Regions from separate parts of the Cricetulus griseus genome. Here region 2 is linked to region 1. A link is a contact called in public Hi-C data. All regions are on one chromosome and are shown on one strand. The core of a region is the stretch at or near the end of the contact, and the rest is flanking DNA. Distances in the headings are between cores, read along the strand shown.

Evidence for each region. Hi-C and Micro-C count contacts between places; a contact is called where the count stands out from the background.
Region 2: a contact with region 1 is called in a Hi-C map of the CHO-K1 cell line, with 6 times the contacts expected there. The contact joins the promoter of Dcaf1 here to the promoter of Tex264 in region 1. A contact is called at or near these places in 6 of 8 Hi-C or Micro-C datasets (the CHK-Q cell line, the CHL-YN cell line, the CHO-K1 cell line and 2 more).

The regions. Positions count from the first base shown.
Region 1 is chr4:214,905,748-214,912,748 of CriGri-PICRH-1.0, forward strand. It overlaps Tex264 (testis-expressed protein 264), which reads right to left and starts at 4,547. Exons shown (of 6, transcript XM_027414424.2): 1 at 4,414-4,547; 2 at 3,496-3,563; 3 at 958-1,249. The coding sequence starts at 1,215. It overlaps Rad54l2 (helicase ARIP4), which reads right to left. Exons shown (of 22, transcript XM_035443923.1): 22 at 6,628-7,001.
Region 2 is chr4:215,037,840-215,045,050 of CriGri-PICRH-1.0, forward strand. It overlaps Dcaf1 (DDB1- and CUL4-associated factor 1), which reads left to right and starts at 2,043. Exons shown (of 24, transcript XM_027414430.2): 1 at 2,043-2,181.

The DNA of each region.
Region 1 (7,001 bases), core at 3,297-5,796:
GTGAGGCTAACTACAGTTTACTGAGGGCAATGCCAATCTAATTCATGTCCAGAGTGCAGGTGAAGAGCAGGACCTGGCAGAGAGGAAATCAGCACACTCTTGTTTCACCAAGTGTCCCAATGAGGCCTTGTCTTTAGGCAGTGTATAGGGCTTATTCACTTGAGCTTTCCAGGCAAGGGAATCCAGGCTGAAGAGTCCAAACAAAAACTGCCCAGGGCTTGGTTTAGTATGGTTCTAATGGAGGCTAGAGTCCCTGGCAGAGCTGCCAGCCCATCTAGCTGTGGGCAGCACCACCCCATAGCACAGCAGGAAATGACATTGGCAAGCCCTGACTCACTGTAGGCTTTAGTACAGCCGGACGCCTACAGGGTACCAGTGATGCTGGATTAGTCTTTGACCCCAGCATCTTGGGCATTTGGCTCCACTTGGCCCTCTCCCAATAGGTGGCTTGAAGTCTACAGAAAAGTCTTATCACTGGGTGGTAAAGCACCACTGTGACTAGAAAGGTAAGATTCCAAGCCCCATGCCCAGAAGCTGCCCTCTTGGTCCTCAAGAGCCCACAGACCTGGCATGAGAGCTGAGGGATGGAAAGCAGACAAACAAGATTTAACCCTAGAGAATGGGCAGATGGCCTAAGAGTACTGGCCTCAAATGGAGATAGAAAAGGAAGAACAACAAGAGACAGAGAATCAAGGTCCAGTAGAAGTTAGGGTCTACTACACTCAGAAATCCTTGGGCAGACATGGGCAAAGGGACACAGATGTGGGCAAATACAAAGCTTCAGGATGCAACAATGGTCCAGGATGAAACTGGAAGGGCTTTAAGCTTAGAGAGAGAAGGTAACTGCAGGACCAGCTCAGATTTCCTTGTCCTTTACTCAGAAACCCAAATTCTCCTACCCCACCATGACCTGGCCCAAGTTCATCCAAGAGGTAGAAGCCCATTGAGGCTCCTTACCGTATGGGGGTTGTCATAGTAGACAGCGATGGAACGAAGCTTGGGAGAGATGCTGCAGCTCTCCGTGAAAAGCTGTCCAGTGTCACCATAGGACCCCACATGGAACTTGTAGGCCACAGTGATGTTACGGATTGGGGGTGATCCAGCACTCACTGTTACCCCAGTCAGCAGTCCTGAATACCCAGCAAAGGCCAGCAGCGTCAGCAGCAACAGCAGAGTCAGGCCCCCAATCAGGCCCAGTAGTAGGAGATCCGGCATGGTTCTGGGACTCCCTCTCAGCACCCCAAGGTAGCTGTAAAGGAGACAGAAGGGAGAGGAGGCTGGTAGCCTGCTCTAACCCTGCCTGCCTGCTGGTTCTGGCCCAATCTCAGCCATGCCTTAGTGCTCTGACCCAGGAGGGGGAGGGACCACAGGTATTTACACACAGTGACCTAGAAGGGAGCTACAGATGACTGAAGCCACAAGCCTCTTTATTTCCTAATCATAGCTATTGACGCTACTGAAACAGCTCTCCCTGGCACTAGGAGCCCTGCTCATACCTGAGGAAACTGAGTCATCCACCAGGCCCTGACCAGAGAGATTTCCCCCATACTCGGCTAGATACCACCAGGAGCTATCCCTCTCCCTGCTCTGCCTCTTCCTTCCTGCAGTTGAGCCACACTGCCACCCCAGTATCCTCAAGAATCATTCACTATTGAAGGGGAGGGGCATGGGACACATGGGACACACACCTGCCAGGTATGGGGTTCAAAAACTCATTAACAAACAGTATACCATGAGGAACCAAACCCATGGAGAAAATGGGACACAAGAAGAAAATTTCATGGGAGACACTTTTGTGTTTGATAGTGGGCCCATCTGGTCTCTGAGGAGCTGAATTTCAGGCAGAACTAGAACTCTAGAACTAGAGGAGACAAGATCAAAACAGCCTGAGAGGCCAGAACAAAGTCCAATGTTTCCAAGACATGAACCACCAAATGCTAAACAGCTTTATTCCACTTTTGCCAGCCCGCAAAGATTAGAAACAAATAAATAAGAAAAAAAAAAAAGGCTGTTAGAAGTGGAAACACAAAAGGGGAAAAAGTAGGAGTTATTCCTAATAGATAGGTCTACAGGAATAAACCCAGCATCAACACAGAAGACTGTGTTGAATGTTCTAGGCAGACTCTTACAGTTGGCTTCATTTGAGTAGCCCAGGGATCACAGCACATAGAACAACAGTTAAAAAAAAAAAAAAAAAGAGAAACATGAACTTTACTAGGGAAACAGTTCCACTCTAGTTATTTGAAATTCTTATTATTTAATGGTCAGTGAGAGGGCTCAGTGGGTAAAGACACTTGCTGCTAAGCCTGACAACCTGAGTTCAATCCCCAGAACCCACATGATGAAAGTAGAGAACCAACTCCCTTCAGTTATCCTGCACACCATCCACATGGTGTTTTAAAGGGCTGGAGAGATGATGGCTCAGCAGTTAACAACACTGGCTGCTTTTCCAGAGGACTCAGGTTCAATTCCTAGCACACACAGGAAGGCTAACAACTGTCTGTAACTCCAGTCCCAGAGGATCCAACACCCTCATTTAGTCTCCACAGGCATCAGGCATCCAAGTGATACACAGATACATATATGCAGGCAAAACATCCACACACTTAAGAAATTAAATTTAAAAAAAATTCCTATTTAAAAAGTAAATGATTTCAGAGCTGAAAAAAATGATGCTTTATCCCTATAGAAAATTTAGCTCCATGGTTTGTTCCCTGAACGTTGTGAGTGTAACTAACATATGCTAAAAATCTGTTTCTGGAGTCAATGAGCAGGCAGAACCGGCCTTACAAAGAGGCCAAGAATATTTCTGAACTCTGGTGTCAGGACACTGAGGTGCCTCCCACTGGTCTCCTCGTGCATCCTGTACTCCTGCCTGTAAGAGCCATTATCTTCTGTTTGCATTCTGTGCTGCTCAACCCTGCCTCCAGTTAGCTTCATTCTTCTTTTTTGATAATGACGATAACAGCGCTTCCACCCCGTACTTACTTTATCCTAGGCACTGTCTGAATGTTGAGCCCCAGCTGCTTCACCAATCCTCAAAAGAAGCCAGTAAAGTAGGTACACACCAGGGAAGAAGTGGCTGGAGGTCACGACGCATGTCCAAGGTCACACAGGTGCTGCACAGAGCCACCTGGACCCAAACACAGGCAACAGGAGCCCTAATGGTCAGACTCCAGTCCACTGCCATTGTTTCTCTCCTCTGGCTTCCAGAAACGCGTTCCATCCATGTTGGACCTTGCTGAACTCACGGCTAGAAGCTCTCAGCATCTAGGCCACAACCTGCCTTGGGAGTGACAAGCACTGCCACACACTTCTGTTTTAAGGGAACTTAGCGCCCAACCCTGCTCTTCCTTCCACTTCTCAAACTGCTCGGTAAAGAGGGGGTATGTTTCTGCCCACTCCCATAGCTTTGGTCAGCCTAGGATGGAGAAGCAAGGCAGATTTCCCCACAGCCAGTAGGGAAAGACAAGGACAAGGTGTTGAGGGGCTCACCTAAAAAGCCAGGCTCACTTTTAGCAACTCATAGCATCCAGTACAGCAGGGCTCCAGGACTCCCGGCGCTGGAGGGTAGGAAACAGAAAGGAACAGTCAACAGCCCTAGACACAGGCAGTGAGCAAAGCGGGACACCAGGCCCTGAGCAATCCCTTTTCCGGTGAAAGCCCACTGGACAGGACTGTCTACGAGCGAGCCGACCCCACCCTCAGACCCGGAGGGGAAATCAGGCCAAACCCAGCCTCACAACGTCATGTCTGGGCTCTTCACTGGGCCCATCTACCACACTTGGCGTCAACGGAGTCCCTGCTGCTGACCTTGGGCAGTGTGTGCCCTCTCTTGGGCCTCAGTTTCCACTAACGTCAGAGGTCCAGGGCAGATGCCTTCCTTGGCCCGAAAGCGTCGGAGCTGCGGCTAGACGCAGGCTTCCTGAGGCCGCTCACGTGCGCTCTGCGGAGGGCCCGGCCCTTAAAGGGACCTGCGCCAGCGAACTTGGGCGCTAGGAGCCAGGGAGGGCGCCGCTTTGCGCCCTCGGCTTCCAGTCCCCGCACGGCTCGCCGCACGGCCTCGCGCACACCTCTGCAACTTCTGAGACGCTAAAGTTTGTCGTCGCGACGAGGCGCGCGGCCCCGGGAAGCCGGAGCTGAACGGTGAGCCCCGCCCCGCCCCGTCCCGTCCCCCTAGTCCCGCTGACCCGGGGCGTGCCCGCACCCAAGGCCGAGGCAGCGGGCCGCACCGAGAGGTCAGGACCGCCTCACCGTCGCTTTGGGGCCCCGAGAACCAGGCCGGGCCGGCTGTGGGCCAGAGCCGGGGCAGAGGGCGGCTCGGGCCGCGGGACCCAGGCGGGAGGGGGATGAGGAGAACCCCGGCCCACACCCCGACGGGAACGAAGGCCTCGCCTCCGGCCCCGCCCTCACCTCAGCAGCGGCCCCGCGGACGCGGACCGGCGCCGGAGGAGGCGAGGGCTCAGTCGCGGAGCTTCCGCGCGCTTGCCCCTCACGCTCGCTCCGCCCCACTCGCCGCGGGACGTGGCCGTGGCTGTGGGCGCGTGCGCCCCAGGCTTGGAGGCCCGCCCCGCCCCGTCTCCCTGGTAACGTGCACGCCCCTCCCCCCCCCCCCACCTGGCTGGGACAGCGCCCACGACGCGCATTCTCACCTCCAACATACCGGAACTCCGGAAGGTGATCTAGCAACAATCAGTAGTAGCCCAAGGTACCCGGGCCGACCGGGTGGGATGGGAAAACGCAGCGGCGACCGCTAGCTCCAAGCACCGGCCAAGTCAACCTGTTTGCCTGCCCTAGAAGCCCAGAAGTCAGGACGGGACTGGATAGTGTTTGTGCGTTTTAGGGAGAATCAGCCTCAGCAATGTCGGCCTTCTAGCAATTGTACCACTCTAACACTTGACAACTTCTCTCACTGAGGCCTCATGAAAGGTCTGTGGACCCAGCCGGGTCGGGCCGCTTGCTCAGGTTTTACAGCTAAGGAAGCTGAATCCCAGCCTGGTCTAAACAAGCTTTGGATAACCTCTGGAGAGTGCACATGTCGGTGTCTCCACTCACCTACCCATCAGCTCTTCGATGAGTGACCATTCCGCCATCCAAAATTTATTAAGTGCCACTTCCTATCAGGACAGTTCCAGGAGCTGGAAACAATGAGTGAACCAAACCAAAGACTCCAGACGTTCACTCCAGGGAAGAGAAAGCCTTTCTCCCAAGCTTCTACTTCAGTGCCCTGGATGTGGCTTCTCCTAAGCTAAGCGCAAGCTCCTTCCAGACAGGTTCAATCTTGAGTTAGTATCTGCTGGCTTGTAAACCTCAGAGAGCTGTGCGAAGGGCTCCCACTAAGACGCCCAGATTTATGGTGGAGGTGAGGGAGGTAACTATGCTTGTAAACTTGGCTGTTCATAAATTTTGCTGCAAGACAGGCTGGTCCAAGGACTACCCTGATGCTTCTGACAAGGCTGTTATTTGGAGAGATGATCACCCCAAAGAGTGTATCAGAAGGATGACTTCGGAAAAAGTCAGCAGCCATGAGGCAACAAGTACTCTTGACCTCATCCATGAAGTCCGTCCCAGTGCTGGACAGTCTGACAGAATACGCAGCTGGCTATTGAAAAGTCTCCAGGGTAGGGCCAGCAAGCAAGGTCATTGTAGATGTAAACATCAAACATGGTAGTGATTGGCTGCTTCGGGCAGATGGACTATACCCTAGATACGGTCCTTGAGACACAAGAAGGGTGCATGGCCTAGGCTCAGGGACAGACAGACAGCCTTTGTCTTCAGGGCACGTGATTAATTGTTTCTCAGAAGCTGATTGGACTGTCAGGAAATCACTGTCGGGAGACACCCTTTCCAAATCTTGTTCTCTCTGCTCACTCCCTTGAGCCTGGTTGGGAGCTCCCAGGTGTGCCTTAGGAGTTTCAGCATTGCAGGAGAGTTGGCCTGCAGCTGGGAATCAGCCTCCCAGTGTTTCCAATAATGCCAACTATCAGGTGGCCACTAGGGGGCAACAGACTCCTTTGCAAGATCCTTTCTACACTCCTGACAGGTCTGAGATCTGCTCTGCTCACCTTCTCCCAGTCCTCTCCCAATAGCTCATATTCCCTTACTGTAAGCCCAGACTTGCCTTTCCTCTTTCCCAGGAATCACCAACTGAGGCTCTTTAGTTCTGTGCAAATTGCCCAAGAATATCTCCTCAGGGTTGCTTTTCTTAAAGTAATTAAGCTGATGGGGTTAGATGGAACTGTTCCTTTACTCCCCACTTCCTATTCCAAAACCTGTCAGAGCTCCTCTAACTCAGCCAGAGAATATTCATGCAATGCTTCCCACAACCGCCAGCCCCACGTCTGAAGGACTGAAGCCACTTGGCCTAGAAAAGGCTGACTCTGCAGGATGTTCCACAGGTGAGAACTACCTAGCTTCAGCAACTCCAAGGCAGCTTCTTTGTTCTGCCAAGAGCTGGAAATGCAGCATTCAACCCTCTTTGGTGTGCAAAAGCGGGAAAAGTCAACAGGACTTGCTAGCAGCCTATCCTATCTCCATGTGCTGTCCAAGTGCCCGCTGCTCTGTTATATTCCTTCCATTATCACCCAGCTAAGCTGCTGTCCCATTTCTTGATCAAACAACAACGTCTTGAGTTTAAATTTTATTTTACAAAAAGAGAAATAAAGAAAACTGATAGGCAGTTATACTGACTTACAATTGTTCTGTTTGCTTTTTTAAAAAAGTGACATGAAACACAAGTAAAAATAAATACGTCATAGAAACAGCCAGTTGCCCAGTCTCTGGGGCAGAAGTTGCCTGCCCTACTGAGAGAGAGGGAAGCCCATGATCACACCAGCAGCTGGATCACCCAGCCACAGATGGTCCTCTAAGCCAGGCATAGGTCCTGGGCCTTCTGGGGCGTCCTGAGCAAAGAAGACAGAAAACTAAAGCCAGATACCAGGGCCTTGGGGCATCCTCATCTCCTCCCCTCTCCCCCAACTCCTCTGGTAGCAGTGTGGCCT
Region 2 (7,211 bases), core at 793-3,292, 130 kb after region 1:
GCACAAAGGTCTGCCTGCTTCTACCTCCCGAGTGCTGGGATTAAAGGCGTGTGCCACCACTCCCAGACTGTCTTTTTTTTTTTTAAATAAGAATTTAGCTAGGCACAGTGGCACAAGCCTTTAATCCCAGCACTTAGAAGGCAGAAGCAAGTGGATCTCTGATTTTGAAGTCAGAGCTGGTCTACATAGGGAGGTCCAGTTCAGCTACAGCTACATAGTGAGACCCTGTCTTGAAAAAAAAATACAAAGAAAAAAAAAGAAATTTAAAGATTTATGTGTATAAGTGTTTTGTCTGTGTGTTGGTGCACCACAAGCACGCATGATATCCAGAGGCCAAAAGAGGGCATCTGATCCCCTGGATCTGTGAGCTGCCATGTGGATACTGGGAATCAAATCCTGGTCCTCTGGAAGAGAAGTGCTCTTAATTGTGGAGCCATTCTCCAGCCCCCAAATCTGTATCTTTTGTTCACTTGTCTTGTCATTCAAGACAGGGTCTCTCTATTATGTAGCTCTGGCTATCCTAGAACTCGATGTGCAGGTCAGGATGATATCTAACTCAGGGATTCATTTGCCTTAACCTCATGAGTACTGGGATTAAAGGCATGTGACATCATGTCCAACAAAACTCAGTATCTTGATTCAACCTTACTCCTTCAGATTTCTCCTCCATAAAGTTGGCTGGCATTACCTGCCCTGGTCTTGATGCAAGCCAGGCCTGCTGTAAAGACAAATTGAATGATAATGGTCATCACAGCAAGAGACCAGAGATTTCAGAAGCACAGGGGAAAGCTGTTCTGTGGCAAGAGGAGTGACTGAAGACATGCTACATGCCTGTGGCACTGCCATCACCCTCTAGAATTTTTACTTTTAGCTGCTTGTTACTCTAAGCTACACAAGTAAGGGGGAGAACTCAGGTGGGTGGGATAGGGTGGTGGTGGACTTGAGTTTGAAATCTGGGATACTGGCTTCTTCTCTTTCCTCCCTCCCTCCCTCCCTCCCCCCAAGACAGGGTTTCTCTGTGTAGCCCTGGCTCTGGCTGTCCTGGAACTTGCTCTGTAGCCCAGGCTGGCCCTGAACTCACAAATGCCACTACTGCCTGGCTGATACTGGCTTAACAGCCATAGAATCTGTTCACAACAATAGGTCCACAGTGTCTTACAATCTCCATGTGAAAGTATTGACTGCGAGAACTCTATGGAAACGCACAGAACACACTCAGAATTCCAAGAGCAATAATGAGTTGCATCAGGCCTGACGTCTGGGTAGGTCTTGTCAAGATTCTGCTCAATTGTGGAGTTTATCTTTCATGCCCTCACATAGGATCTGTGGGTCAAAGTCAGATCCCCTGATGCTTCTTCACTTTGGTTGGTGATATTAGGCGAGTCATTTACTCTGGGTTTCACTTTCCTCAACTTTAAAATTAAGAAATTGAATTAGATGACCTCTGTGGTTAGTCAAGTCTTGGCTGAAGACTTTTTTTTTTTTTTAATTTTTCTTCCTCACATAAAATACGTAGCAACGAATGCTGTTTTGATTCTTGCCGAGTATGTTTTGAACAGAAAGACAAAGGAAAACCAGTGAGTTTCTTATTAATGAGTACTGCAACTTTTGATACATTTGTGCGAGATTCATTTTTGGCATATTATAAGGCTTATGTGTCAATACCAGTACTACTGAGCCTTACCGATTACACAGGGTAGAATTACGTATTGGCAAAGTTATCAGGCAGCGGTAGTCTGCCGGGCTTTAGAAAGATCGATTCCTTCCTTCACTTTTCGCTTCCGCTTTTGGAAACAGCCAATAAATACACAGCAATTTACGTATAATACAGAAAACTACGGATCCCAGAAGCCAATGCGCTGGGGAGGTGCTTTCTGGTCTTTCTATCCCCCCGCCCTTCCCGCCCTTAAAAGCGGAACTTCATTTCCCAGGAGCCCTATGATGTTCCTCCGCTCGCGCCGACGTTCTCCCCCCGCCTCCCAGCTCGCGAGCCTCGCGCCAAGCGCGCGCGCGCGCGCACTGCACGTAACATGCGAGTGACGCATAATATGTGGGCCGCTCAGGAGCCGTGGTCGCGCTGTGTGTGTGAGTGAGGGAGAGTGAGTGCGGGACCAGAGGCGGTGTGTGTGAACTGTGGCCGCTGGAGGGGTGCGGGGAGAAGCGGCGGAGCCGCCCGCGAAGGTAAGCGGGGACAGGAAGGAGCCGACTCTCTGTGGGGAGCGCGAGGAGAGCGAGCGCGCGGCCGGCTGGGCGGGAGAGTGGGCGCCTCGCTGGGGGAGGGGCGGCACCTGCTTCGGCTGCCGGCGGCGGCGAGGGGGCGGGCGGGACCACCCGGGAGGCTGGGCCTGGGGCCTGACAGGACTTTCCTCCTCCTGATCCCTGGCCCGGGGGCGGGGCCTCAGGCTCTTCCTCCAGTCTTCCAAAGAAGCTTCCTTAGAGTAACTCTTCCGCCCGGAGTGGGGGGCAGGGATGTGCCCGCCTCTACCTGAAGGAGGTGCTCTTTCATTTTCTCTGGTCCGCTCCGAGTCTCTGACGAGCCGAGGGGCTCCCTCTCCCCTGCCGCACGGTGGACCCCTTCCCGGACTGTGTCCCCGCCTCCGGCTTCAGTCACCTGGGCGGGCTTTCCCCTCCTCCGGCTTCGTGCCACCTCCCACTTGCACCCGCCCTGCTCTTGGACAGGGCTAGGGGGAGGAGCTTTCCGGGAGCCCCTCCTACTCCTACCATGCAGTGGTGAGCCGAGGGGCAGAGAGGTGTGTGGGTGCCGACCTAAGGTTGCCTGCCAGGCTTCTTGGGAGCTCGTACCCAGGGCTCTTAGTTGTTTTCTGGTGGGCGGGCCGTTTGCCATGCTCTGTCCTGTTTCTAGAAGGTGTCGGTCTGTTTGCTCTTACTGCAGTGATAGCTCTTTGTTTTTTCCATTTGTTGAGGAATTAACTCTTAGAGTTTTGAATAAATGACTACCACTCGTTTTTGTCTGCCTCCTGTTGCCCCCCTCTGTCTGTCTCCCCCACTCCTGGCTCTCTTTCTCTTCTTCCTGGAACTGGCTCTGTAGACCAGGGTGGCCTCAAACTCGGAGATTTGCCTGCCTCTGCCTCCCCCCCCCAGTGCACTATTAACGCCCCCGTCTGCCAGTTTCTTGTATCTCTTTCCTGTGAAGCCTTTTAACTATTCTGCGTGTTTTAATTATTAATTTATTGTAGCACTATCATCCTGTTGCAAGCCCTTTGTTAATGCTGTAGTTGGAGAGGTTCATTGGTAGCATCACTTGAAGGCTTCCCCCCACCCCCTCCGCCCGTGTTTCCTGGCATTTACCTTTAAGGCTTTTATAAACCTGTTTTGACTTTAGGAGTTGATACAGTATATTTCTTCCAGATGTCAAGATTTGTGTTTGTATATAGCAGTTTTTCATTAACAGTTTTCGAGTAGGGGTATATTTTTGGGTGTTAAGGTAATATGAGGAAATTTTACACATTTCTTGAGCATAACATTTTATTTACATTGTCTTGTTCAGTTATTAAATTTAATAAAATGTAATAAAACGAGCTCCATGTTAAATTGAAGTGATTGGAGTTGGTTTATAACTACTGTTGTTTTCATAAAGTACACAGGACAGTAATAGTTATGTGATTATGTGTCATAGTGTTAAGGTTTTGCTTGAAGCTGTAAATTCGGAATTTCTCCCCTTTCTCCTGTGGTGTTGGGGATTGACCCAGGGCTCTCTTCCTCCCTTATGGCTTTTGAAATAGAGTCTCTGTAACCCAGGCTGGTCTCAGACTTGTGAATGTGCCTCATTCAGCTTTATAAGTTCTGTGATACACGTGTGCACCACAAGCTCAAGTTGACCTGCCTGTCTCCCTCCCTCCCTCCCTCCCTTCCTTCTTTCTTTGTGCTAGGAATTGAATTTAGAGTCTCAGGGACAGGCCTTATCATTTACCTACACCTTTTACTTCTTTTAAGTAAGGGTTGCAACTTTCCTGAAGGAGTGCTGTCTTCCCTCTTTTTCTTCGTGGCACAGGATCTATTTTAACAGACTTTATCTTATATTTGGGGACAGTTTTGCTGAATCTTCTATTAAGTATAGTGTAGAATAGAACCTATTTTTCTTTTTGGGGGGGATTTCAAGGCAGGGTTTCTCTGTGACTTTGGAGGCTGTCCTGGAACTAGCTCTTGTAGACCAGGCTGGACTCAAACTCACAGAGATCCGCCTGCCTCTGCCTCTGCCTCTGCCTCCCAAGTACTGGGATTAAAGGCATGCGCCACCACCACCCGGCCCAGCTTGATTTTTGAGTCAGGATCTTACCAAAAATCCCTTTCGGTAGAAAAGCTAAATGAAGTGATTATCTTTAGTTTCACCAGTTAACCGCTTTGTTGTATATTCTGTCTCTGTGTTTATTTTGTGGAATTACTTCAGGTTGTAGGCACATCACTTCTAAATTCTTTGGCACATTATCTTTTTGTTTGTTTTTCAAGACAGGGTTTTGGGGCTGGAGAGATGGCTCAGTGGTTCAGAGCATTGGCTTTTCTTCCAGAGGACCTGGGTTCTTTCTTAACAACCACATGGCAGCGCACAACTGTCTGTAACTCCGGTTCCAGGGTACCCGATACCCTTACGCAGACAAGAACACCAATGCACATTAAAAAAAAAGTTGATCAGGACAGGGTTTCTCTGTATAGCCCTGGTTGTCTTGGAAGTGCTCTATGGACCAGGCTGGCCTCGAAATCAGAGATCAAACTTGATCTGCCTATGGAGTGCTGGGATTAAAGGCATGCACCACCACCTCCTGGCTGTTTTTTCAAGACATTGTTTCTCTCTGTGTAGTCCTGGCTGTCCTGTAACTCACTCTATACCAGACTGGCCTCAAACTCAGATTTGCCTGCCTATGCTGGTATTAAAGACATGCACTATCACCAGACTGGCTTTTATTTAATATAAGGTAGAATTCAGACCTAGGGTTTTATAATAACATGCAAATGCTCTACCACTGTCCTGGATCTGCAACCTTGTGTGTGTTTCTAAGTTGAATTCTAAAATTTTACTGTTATAATGTCCTTGAATTCCCCTTCATTCTATACCCCCTCCACACACACATACAGGGTGTTTCTTTGTTGTCCTGGAACTTGCTGTATAGACCAGGCTGGTCTTGAACTCCCAAGTGCTGGGATTAAAGGCATGTGTCATGTCCACTCCCTGTTTTCTTTTTTTAAGACAGGGTTTCTCTATGTAGCTTTAGAGCCTGTCCTAGCGCTAGCTCTTGTAGACCAGGCTAGCCTCAAACTCACAGAGATCTGTTTGCCTCTGCCTTCTAAGTGCTGGGATTAAAGGCATGTGCCTTTAATGACAGTTGGGGAATGGGGTAGAAAGGAGGTCTGGGCTTGACTGCATTTTCCTCATGCAGGAAATGAGCTGTTCCAGCCTTGCCTGGATTTTCCAAGCCCCTAGGCCAGTCTCCATCTCTGTGTTCGAGTGGAGAGAAGATGGACAATCACAGAGAGTGTGGCTTAGAGGACTCTGCTTCCCAAGTGCTGGGATTAGAGGTGTGCACCACTACCATCTGGCCCCAGCTATTTTCTTGTGCTTTTAAAAACTTTTTTTTTTTTTTTTTTTTTTTTTTTTTTTTTTTTTTTTTTTTTTTTTTTTGGTTTTTCTAGACAGGGTTTCTCTGTGGCTTTGGAGGCTGTCCTGGAACTAGCTCTTATAGACCAGGCTGGTCTCGTACTCACAGAGATCCACCTGCCTCTGCCTCCCGAGTGCTAAAAACTTTTTTTTTTCTTTAAATTGTGCTAATATGTGGAAGAACCTTGAAAATAGTATGTTAATGTAGTAGGTATGGTGGTGCACGCTTGTAATCTAAATACTCATGTAACTTGAAGCTGAACAATCATGAATTTGAGTTCAAGCCCAAGTTACATAGTGACACTGTCTCAAAACAAACAAACAAACAACCCAGCAAACCTTGGGTTACATGAGTGTCTTAGGGTTTCTATTGCCGTGAAGAGACACCATGACTGCTACAACTCTTGGTTTTTCGAAACAAGGTTTCTCTGGCTTTGGAGGCTGTCCTGGAACTAGCTCTTGTAGACCAGGCTGGTCTTGAACTCTCAGAGATCTGCCTGCCTCTGCCTCCTGAGTGCTGGGACTAAATGTGTGCGCCACCACTGCCTGGCAACTGCTACAACTCTTACAAGGGAAAACATTTAATCGGGGTGGCTTACAATTTCAAAGGTTTAGTACATTTTCATCATGGTGGGACATGGTGTGCTGGCAGACTTGGTGCTAGAGAAGGAGCTGAGAATCCTACCTCTTGATCCGAACGCAGCAGAAGGAGTCTGTATCCACACTGGATATAGCTTCTGCATAGCAGACCTCTACAGTGAAGCACTTCCTCCAACAAGGCCACTTTCTCCTAATAGTACCACTCCCTATGTATTTGTGGGCCAATTACATTCAAACTACCACAGTGGGCCTAGTGTGGTAGGCCTGAAGGCCCAGGAATCAAAGATGAACTAAGAATACCCAAGGCTCAAGGTCTACCTGGGTGACAGCGAGTTTAAGGACAATTTGGGCAAATAGACCACTCAAAAAACAAACAAACAAACAAACAAACAAGTCAGGTATTGGGGGTGAAAGCCTTTAATCCCAGTGCTGGAGGCAGAGGCAGGTGGATCTCTGAGTTCGAGGCCAGCCTGGTCTACAGAGTGAGTTCCAGGAAAGCCAGCGCTACACAGAAAAACCCTGTCTCAAAAAAACCAAAATGCTCCCCTCCCCAAAAAACAAAAAAGAAAACAACCCAAACCAAAATATCAGCTACCCAAAAAACAAAACTAAAAAACAAAAAGCCCTAAACAAATATTGGGGGTATAGCTCAGTGTTAGAGTGATTTCTTAATATATTTGAGACTCTAGAATTCTAGTACCAAACAACAAAATGAATAAACCAAGAGTTAGTGATGTAGCTCAGTAGTGGAGTTCTTACTTAACCTGAGCAAGGCCCTGTGTTCAATCCCTGTCATTGTCAAAGGACAAAACAAAAATTGCCAACCAAAAGTAAGTGAAAGCAGCAGAAAGCTGTAACAGTGTATGTATTCTAGAAGGCTGATTGCTTAAAGGGCATTCTTTACAGGTTTTTTTTTTTTTTTTTTTTGCTGGGGCGGGGAGTGGGGGTGTGGGGGGTGTGTGGGAGGTGGGGTGGGGAGTGTTGAGGGGTGGTTATCAAA